Linked DNA regions of Anas platyrhynchos: region 1 is linked to region 2. The links are chromatin contacts, called in public Hi-C maps. All regions are on one chromosome and are shown on one strand. The core of a region is the stretch at or near the end of the contact, and the rest is flanking DNA. Distances in the headings are between cores, read along the strand shown.

Region 1 (4,571 bases), core at 184-2,683, 120 kb before region 2:
AGAGTGTGGGGATCACCGGTCTGAAAGTTGGTTTTGGTTGATCTAGCACACGTACTGAGTGGCTCAGCCTGCAGAGCCCACACTGAGCTTGTTTTGTTTTCGTTGAAGCAGCTTTTTGCTGAAAACTGAATTTGTCATAAAGCCCAGACAGTTAAGCAACTTGTGATTAGTATCACAGAATCACAGAGTCATCGAGGTTGGAAAAGACCTCCAAGATCACCTAGTCCTCTGACCTAGCACTAACAAGTCCTCCACTAAACCATAGTACTGAGTCTACATCTCAACATCTTTTAAAGACCGCCAGGGCTGGTGACTCAACCGCTTCCCTGGGCAGCCCATTCCAAAGCCTCACAACCCTTTCAGTATTAATTTTGCAATTAGTTTCTGCAGGAGAAAGAGAGGTGGGAGGAACGGGTTGAAAATACTCAAAATATCTCATTTCAACACTTTCAAAATGAGGCATTTTCGGGTTTCGCTTTGAAAGAGGGTCTCTGTTTCCTGACTGATGTAATTATCTTAAGATATAAAGGGCAGCAAGTAACCTGAAACCGAGCTGAAAGTTTTGTTTCAGACAGATGATGATTTGGGGTTAACCCATGATAATTCCCCACACCCTCCCTGGCATTGCTATAGTCTTCAGTTCTGCCATTGAAATGAAAACCCATTATTTGTCTGGCTCAGCTAATAACATGCACCAACCATTGCTAATATTTGTCTTTTAAAATGTAACTTTTTGCCATTAGGAAAGTATAAGATAGCAAGTGAAATCTGTGATGTATTTCTAGCCCCGATTCTTAAGGCAGTGATATTTGGGTTTCTCAGATATGGCTGCAGTGTGTGTTCATGCGGGAGAATACGAGGAAAAAACATTTTAAAGACTTAATATCTAAAGATTAGATGATAATCTCCCTGGGCTGAGGGTGAATACAGGAGCTCCCTCACACTGCCAAAATATTGAGTAAGTTTAGAGAAAGAAGCCAACTATTCCAAGCTCAGGAGACCATTTATAAAACAAAAATCACTCTGTTGCATTGAAGAGTCAGCGAGATGCTCTCAGAAAGATTAATTTTCTGGGCAGAGGAGGGGAGTGTGGGCTTCACCCCTCAAAATGAACCAGCAAGATGATTCAATTGCATCACTTTCAGAGCGTGAGCCTGAGACATTCATTCAAAATGCAGTTATAAGAAATGACTGCTTTACTTTGGGAGGAAGAATACTGAAGAAACTGTTAAAGTTGGTCACAGTATGTGACATCCTTGAAATCAAAAGCAATGCTTCTTCTCAGCTGCTGCACAGTAAAATTAAAGATATGAAGCCAAATTAATCTCTGGTGTAGCACTCCTGCCAGTGGCTGGGGAGGCACCTGGGATTAATTTCCTCAATTATACAAGTGGCATATGACCCTGACAAATTGGTTTTTGTCGCATGCAGGGTAATGTATCTGGTGGAGTTGGGCATCACCTCCCCAGCCTCCTGGGTTGTCCTTGGACATCTTCCCCAGGTGGCAGCAGAGCAAGCTTCTTGCAGGCTTCTCTTCTCCTTTGGGGTAAAATTTGGGAAGTCTGTCTGCGCAAGACACTGCCTGTATTTACACTCCTGGACACGGTTCACTTCTTTGCTTACAGTTTGCCTGAGGAAAGCTTACATTTTTCTGAAGGAATTATAAACTTCAGCATGGCATGCCAGTGCTCACCGTGCCAGCGTGCTGAGGTGGGAGCTGGGCAGAGCTGGCCCAAAGCCCCCCGAGGCAGGGCCAGAGCTCCTCTCATTACGTGGAGGAGATGCAGCCACATCAGGAGATACAGCTGTGTCAAGGATCTCTTTTGCTATCTCCCTGCTCAAAATTTACACAAGCATTACCGGCCAGGTCAGCTTTGAGCAAACACTTACTGTTCAGACTGCCTCCTCCTCCTACACAGCAGAGCTCGGGAGGAGGACACGCTGCGAGCCAAGGACACCGGGCCCCAGACAGCCAAAGAGCCCCCAGCGCCCCGGGCAGGCTCGGGACAGATGTGACTGCAGAGCCTGAGGCTAGGACTTTGCAAGCAACTCTGTGTCGGTGAGTCAATTTATTTTCTAAAATTATTTTCTAAAATGCTGTCCCGTGCCTTGGAGGAGGCAGGGGCCCGTTGGCCACTCGATGTTTGGGAAAATCAGGGGTGCCTTTTGGCATGGAGTGAAGGAGGTGAGGCTAGGGGTCTCGCCTCAAGTGCTGAAGTTTCTGGCCGGCAGAAGCAACACCTCCGGTGTGTGAGGGGACGAGGCTGCTGACAAAACGTGAAACATCCTCCTGTTACATCAGGCAGCTCCCAAACTGAGACCAGCTTGCTGTGGTGCTGTGAGACAGAGACATTGACATTGACACAGACCTGAGCTGGCCCCGCAGGGGGCTGATTCACTGCGAAACCTGAGGGAGAGGAGGGCTCATGCGAGCGCTTGTGCCTCAAATCTCTTCATCCAGTCGAGCAGCTAAGCACCTGGCACAGCCATGTCTGCACGCTTGGCCCATGTGAAACGTGCCTACCTCCAGCTCTGTTACGTTTCCGTGCCAAAAAATAAAGACGAGGTCCCACCCAGCTGCAGCTCCATGTGGGTAAAACCCTCAAGGCTTTCATGAGGCCGAGCCACGAGGCCTGGCTGTACGCAGCAACCTGCACCGCGTGGGCCACGAGAAGGAACTCGCTGAGGTGTTTTACACTGTTGGGACCTTTTGTCTTCAGCATGTACGTGCTAATGGAGCTTTTTGGTGGAAAATGATTCATTCATAAGCGTCAGCCAAGCTGGTATGTGGCAGGAGAGAAGTATTTTCACCTGGGCAGAACAATGTAAGCTGATGTGTGAGCACCCTTACTGCTTCTCTGCTGGGTTTGAGCTTGTTTTGTTTTGTCATATTTGGGCTTCTGGAATGTTTTCTCCTATCAATGACATTAATTATGGAGTAATTGCCTTAGTAGCATGTAACAACTCTCCTCTTTTTTTTTTTTTTTTTTAATTTTAATAGATTTTCACACAATGTGTAAACTTTGCTGTATATGTGCTACGTTTCTTGTGTCATGAAATAATGTGTAGACAAAATAATGTTTTTCCTGTCAGAAATTCAATGGGCATCTAAAGCAAAGTGACAGGTGGTTAAATAGCTGCATTTAAAGGATGTCAAGAAGATTTTTTGGACAGGTACCAAAACCCAATGCCAAAAAGAAGGCCTAATACCATCTGTTTTGTTAGCAGAGATGCAATTTTACATTAGATTTTAAATGACATGAAATGCCAAATTCATAACCTTGATTTGTGGGTCAAATCTAGCTTATCTAGATTGTGGATGTTATTATTTACTGGCACAGTTCCTGACCCAGAGCCCACGCAGGTAAATGAACACGCTTTCAATCAGACCCGTTTTAAAGTAATAGGGAGCTCTCGAGTCGCATTTAATTTTGTTCTGTATTACATGTGAATCCAGATGCAATGTGGATTTAATTAATCCAATTTCATTGCATTTTAATGTACACATTTGCATTGTGTTTATTGGCAATTGGTTTTATCCATTTGTTCAGCATTTTTATGACCAATGAAACTACTGAATATTTAGAGATCCATATACTTCCCAGCAGAAATGAGGAGCGTAGCTCTGAATTAAATAGTTCTCAGATATAAACTGGGGATGAGACTAAAATGTCAACATATAGCTGCATAATACGGTGGAAAATTGATACCAGTATTTTAAAATAATAAATTGCATGGTGCAAAATTCTTTAAAAAAATAATTTCAGCAGGCATTTTAGATGGTATGTCAAGAATTAAAATATACTCTTATAAGGAGCAGTGGGTGCTGGAGGACTACTCTGAAACAAATAATGAAGCTGATAAATTCAGTCACTTTCCTGCTTCTAAAAGGTGCCTTTGAAATTATGATTGTTCAGGTTTAGCCTAATATTTAGAAATACTTGCTGTAGAGTTTTCTCTTCTTTGTGAGGAGTCAGTGTGGCTTAAATGGGATTGCTGAGATAATCACCCTGTGCTCTCTCTGTTCCAGTGCTAACGTTAGGCATGAAATGTGAGTTGTCATGTTTGCAGCTACTCTTTCAATGACCCGGCCAAAGGAGCTAAAAACCTGCTGGGTTTGGTGAGGAGTCAGTTGTGAGAAGAACGAAAAGAACACGTCTTTTAATTGCTGTCAGACTCAGCTCTGCTGTGAGCATCATGGCTAGGTCTGCTGTCCCTCCAGCCATCCCGGTCTGTCCCTTTTGTCTTTTGATGCTTGGCCCAAACACAAGGTCATTGCTCTGTTGTTTTTGTTTGGTTGATTTGTTTTTCCTGGTTCCCTGTTTGGGGCTCCAGTGGGACTGCCCCACCACCCCCTGCCCCATCTGGCACCCAGCACTCCCTATGGGGGATGCCATCCAGCTTCTCCAGAGCTGAGCCAGCCCAGGAGGAACACCTCGAGGCCTGACCTGAACCATGCCTGCAGGTTTTGTAGCTGCTAATGGCAGATACGTGGGCTGGGGCTGACCCCTGCAATACTTCCCATTTTCCAGATGTTTGGGTGGTAGCACTTGGTGTGAAGCGAGCTGAGC
Region 2 (4,600 bases), core at 115-2,614:
TGTCCAGCGTGTCCTTTCTCCCAAGGACAGCGGGGCGTGATGCACACAGGCATGGTGAAGGCACGCAGCCTGTGCCAAGCGCTCCCTCGGCACCTCTGGGTAGGGGACGGTGACCGAGCAGGACAGCTCGGCAGTGACAGCATCACTGCCCAAAATCAGCCCGGGACCTTTCAAATATTTTCATAGCCTCACTGCAGAAAGCAGTGCAGAAAACAAGCCGGGGAAAAGCCAACACAGCGAGGGCAGAGCAGACAAGAGGGGCCAAACCTGCGTGTCCTCACTCAGGTCTGACCAAGGTTTCAGTTAAAGAAAGCTTCCCCTCGCCCTGCTGTGAGAAAAGAGGGTGAATTTGAGGCTGGAGGAGGAAATCTGGGGCTGGACTGTCATCCTGGGCTTGGATCTCTTCCACCCCAAAATTTCACCCCAAAATTGGGGCTGAGGATGCTGCACCACATCCCTGGGCAGCCATCATGCAGACCCCAGCCCCACCGTGCAGCTCATCAGCAATTGCTTTCACCGCTGCAGTTTCTGCTTCAGATGAGGTTTATGAACCTCATTTTCCACTTCCCAGTGAGCACGGCATCTCCTGATCGGGGGACAGCAGGCAGCGCAGGGAGGGGGCACAATAAACCTAATTTCCACCATTTCTGCGAAGGGAACTGGGATGCCACCCGTGTGCCAGAGAGCTCAGGCCGGCATGCAGAGGGTTAATCCCCTGCCGTTTGGGCTGCTAATGATTATATGCACTGTAATATCAAAGCTGGAGCTATTTATTTGCCATTGAGCAGGTGCTGCTGCTCCCACAAAGCAAATTTGCTTTCTCCTCCTGATGAAACAAGCAAAATAAAGGTTGCTCACGTCCCATTTCAGATATGTTTTTTTTTTTCTCTGTGCACGAGCTGAAAGACAAACACTGAACGGGAAGCAGAATGCATATTATGCAAGAAACCATATAATCTAGGAGCATCTTTGATTTGGCTGCTGCTGTCACAGACATGTATTTCACAGAGGGGCTTTTTTTTTCCTTCTCTTTTCTGTCGTTCTTACTGGTTTATCATTTGTGCCTTTGTCATTTTGTTCCTTCTTCTTCTTCTCCTCTCAGCCTCTTCACAATGAATCTTCATTTTCCCTCTGACACACTTGTATCTAAATTTCCTTATTTCCTGCCTTTTTTTATTTATATCTGTTGCCTGGTGATTTGATCATGCTGTGGAATACAGGATTAGCAATCTCCGTGTCCTTGGGTACCGCTCAAGGACACCTGTTCGGCAAGTGCCGGTTTTCTTCCCCACTTTAACCCCTTCCAGCGTGGCCGCGTGTGCCTCGCAGCCACAAATAACAATGCCCTCAAATATCTGCGGCGCCGCATTAGCAGGACCTTGTAATCTGCATTCTTCAACAGCTGGCGTGGCCCTTTCTAAGGAGCTTACATGGGAATCTGAAGAATGTGACTCGAGGAAAAAAAAAATATTAATACGTACTCTTTGAACTTTGCAAATAGTTTAGCAGCTGTTCCCGGAGAGATAGCTTAGACTACAGTGGAAAGCAAAATGCTAATTCAGCCGGTATCACCAGGAGGGTACCTGCTGTCCTAATCCGCCTGCAGCTCCCGGCCCCGCCGCAGACATCGGCTGGTGCTGGCAGCGCTGTCCGGAGAGCTTGGAGAGGGCTGCCTGATCCGATGGGGATGAGAAGGGTTTCTAATTGGGGGAAAAAGGAGGTCGGTGAGGAGCCTCCTGGTGATGGAGCATGGGGAAGATGACTAGAAGTGGAAGTTGTAGGTGTCTCTGCTGCTTTCTCTTATAAACCCACGGGTTTATAAGGGTTTCCATTAGGAAATCCAGCAGCGCATTGGGTCAGTGTTTCCCTAGATCCTGGAAGCTCAGAGGAGAGGCTTTAAGAAGCTCTGCTGCGAGAGCCCTGGGTTAAGTCACCCAAAGTGAGCAAAGCCAGGTCAGACATAGCTTCTTCAGGTGGGACTGGAGCTCCGGGGACCCACCAGGGACACAAAGCACCAGCTCACAGTGGCCCTGCTTTGCCAGGACCAGTCCAGTAAGGCAAAACCGCCCCGTGGCAAAATGCATACACGATTTTCCCATACAAATGCATAGCCTGGAGAATAATACAGCGTGCACACTCCAGGGGTAAATTACCCAACAGAAAAATGAATTGCTCAGGAGAAAATAATAGATCACCCATCTAATCAGATCCACCTGCTCGTTGAACCTGGTACATCAGCTGGTGGCAGGACTCTGCCCAGAGCTGCAGCAGGACAGACAAGTCCAGGGCCAGCTGTACTAAGGCAGAGCCATCACAGCAGACATCCTGGGGGACCTGTGTGCAGCGTGGCCAGCAAACATCCCATTTCCAGCATTGCTACAGGGCTGGAAGAGCACAGTGGTCGGTCTGGGAGTTGCAAGGTTTCAGCTCCTTCTGAGTGTCAGGGAAAGCCATGTGCCAGAGAAGGGCGAAAGCACCAGTCCCAAGCAAAATGTTGAGAGTTCTGGTGGAGATCTGAATAATGATTGGGAAGACGTTAAAAGCAGCTACAAGAGTGTGACTTCTGTTCTTGGGCAGCAAAATCAGAACTGTGAAAGATGGGTGTTGTCTGCTTTCCATCCTCCTCGGAGGGTAGCGGTTGGATCTGTCACCTCCTCTGCTTCGTTTTGGAGTCTTCACTGGGTTGTCCTGGAGCATGGCTGATTTACACCCAGACAGCACCTTGGAGTCAAGGCAGAGGATAAAAAGAAGGATTTTTTCAGGACACTTCAATCTGTGGTAATTTCTGCTTGAATAGGTGTCTATCCATTCATTCTCCAGAGGACTGCTCCACGGCACTGTAACTCCACCCGCGTGCTGGAGGAGCTCTCCTGAGCCACCAGAATTGTTCCCATAGCGAGAGTCTTGCAGGGAGGTGTCCTCAGGGGGGTTGGATCCTGTAGCTGGGGGAGCCTGGGGACGTGGAGCACTGCTTAAACCCCTCCTCGTGGTGGGTGCCGGGTGCTTCCCATGTCCAAGCTCGGTGGCCTCAGGCTTCAGCAATCCAGGGTATAGCTGTTAGACAGAAGGAGACGTGCTGAGATTTACAGACAAAAAAATGTGGTTTGGGTAATTTTGGCTAATTTTGATGGGGGGAGGACAGATTAAGCTGTCCCCAGGAGATGGCAGGAGGGACATGGAGGGGCGTGCAGGGAGGTGAGGAAGAGCTGGGGGGGATAGGAGGGTGGCGTGGCTGTACCTGCTGCGTTTCTGATGGAAGGATGAGGCCGTGTGGAGGCTGCATGCAAAGCAAATGGGTGGTGTGGGGGACACTGCCAGGCGGGGAGGAAGTGCTTTCGAGCTGTCCTTGTAAGTAAACCATAAGTTCTAGTGATGCAAAGAGAGATTTTCAAGGAAAGGCTATAACTGTTACAAGAAAAAGCCCTCCAGATTTACAAGCAGAATAAGATCCAAATGTCTACATCTGAGGGGAAAAAAGTCACGGAGTCAGAGAAAGGAGAGCAAGGAGAGACTTAAGAGGTCAGCCAGACCGCACTGCTGCCTGAAGTCAGGATCATCTCTACTTAAGCCATTCTTGATGGATATGTGCCTAATCTGTCCTTAAACCTTCAGTGGTGGAGATTACACATCTCCCCAGGCAATCTCTTCCAGTGCTTAATTATCCTTCCTGTTAGGAACACTCTCGTCTTGCTTAGCCAACATTTCCCTTGCTACAGCTTAAACTTATTGCCTCTTTTCCTATCTGCACTCGATGCCGAGGATGGTTCCTTGCCTCCTTCTTCGCAGTGTCACATTTGCAGGCTGTGGCTCCTCCTGGTCTTCTGTCTAAGTAAACAGAGTCCTTCAGCACCACTCGGTGACCTTTGTGCACTTCTCAGCTCCTCTCTCCTGATGGTCTCTGTCTCTTTCTGGAAACGAAATGCCCCAAACTCCAGCTAGGGATGCAGCAGAGGGGCTCTGCGGACCTTGCTGCTGCAAAATGAAGGCACGGAGTATCAGAAGGGGCTCAGGGCAGAGCTGGGGTCCTTTTTGTTCTTGTCCAGCTCGGAAAGCAGCGCTGCCGTTCAGGGGCTGGGATGCAGAGGTTACTGACAGCAGCTACTGCTGTCGCTGCCTGCACGACACCGAGCTGCTCGTGGGCGTCAGCGGGGTTTGGAATAATTGTCTTCTCTAATTAACTGGTTATCAAACAAGAACATTTCATTACGGTACAATTACTAGCTGCTTTGCTGAGACACAGAGGTGTCAGGATTACGATCCCAACATATGCTTCTTACAGCTCTGATTTTTTGTTTTCATAATCACTAACCGTTTCTGCTCCCCCCCCCAACCCACCCACTCGCTTAATGACTAATGAATCCTCCTGCTAGCAAATAAGAAAAATAAATCAGCGGGCATGGCAGGTTAGAAAGGAAAACATGCAAAATGTTTTGAGGATCCTTAAATCTGATAAATTACTTGGAAATTAAAATCCCTGGGAGAAAATGGGATTTAATTAGAAAGTAACATGGTTTTGTCAATGTTTAAATTAAAATTTTAAAGGTTATAAATACAGCGCTGAAGCTGCTTTTACACAGAGGATTGGTGCGAAGTTGTGTTC

The links. Hi-C and Micro-C count contacts between places; a contact is called where the count stands out from the background.
Region 1: a Hi-C map of liver shows a contact between it and region 2, with 1.8 times the contacts expected there. The contact joins the promoter of TOX2 here to the enhancer-like site in region 2. A contact is called at or near these places in 2 of 8 Hi-C or Micro-C datasets (F5 follicle and liver).

The regions. Positions count from the first base shown.
Region 1 is chr21:5,825,632-5,830,202 of IASCAAS_PekinDuck_T2T, reverse strand. TOX2 (TOX high mobility group box family member 2) reads left to right here and starts at 1,433. Exons shown (of 9, transcript XM_038166271.2): 1 at 1,433-2,059.
Region 2 is chr21:5,704,420-5,709,019 of IASCAAS_PekinDuck_T2T, reverse strand. The region is part of intron 5 of TOX2 (TOX high mobility group box family member 2); the gene reads left to right. Among named protein-coding and RNA genes, the nearest start is that of SNTA1, 60 kb to the right of the region's middle. Within about 2 kb of position 1,364, at least 4 of the 8 cell types and tissues checked have an H3K27ac peak or open chromatin away from gene starts, as enhancers often do. A contact at or near this core is called in F5 follicle, where this site is marked.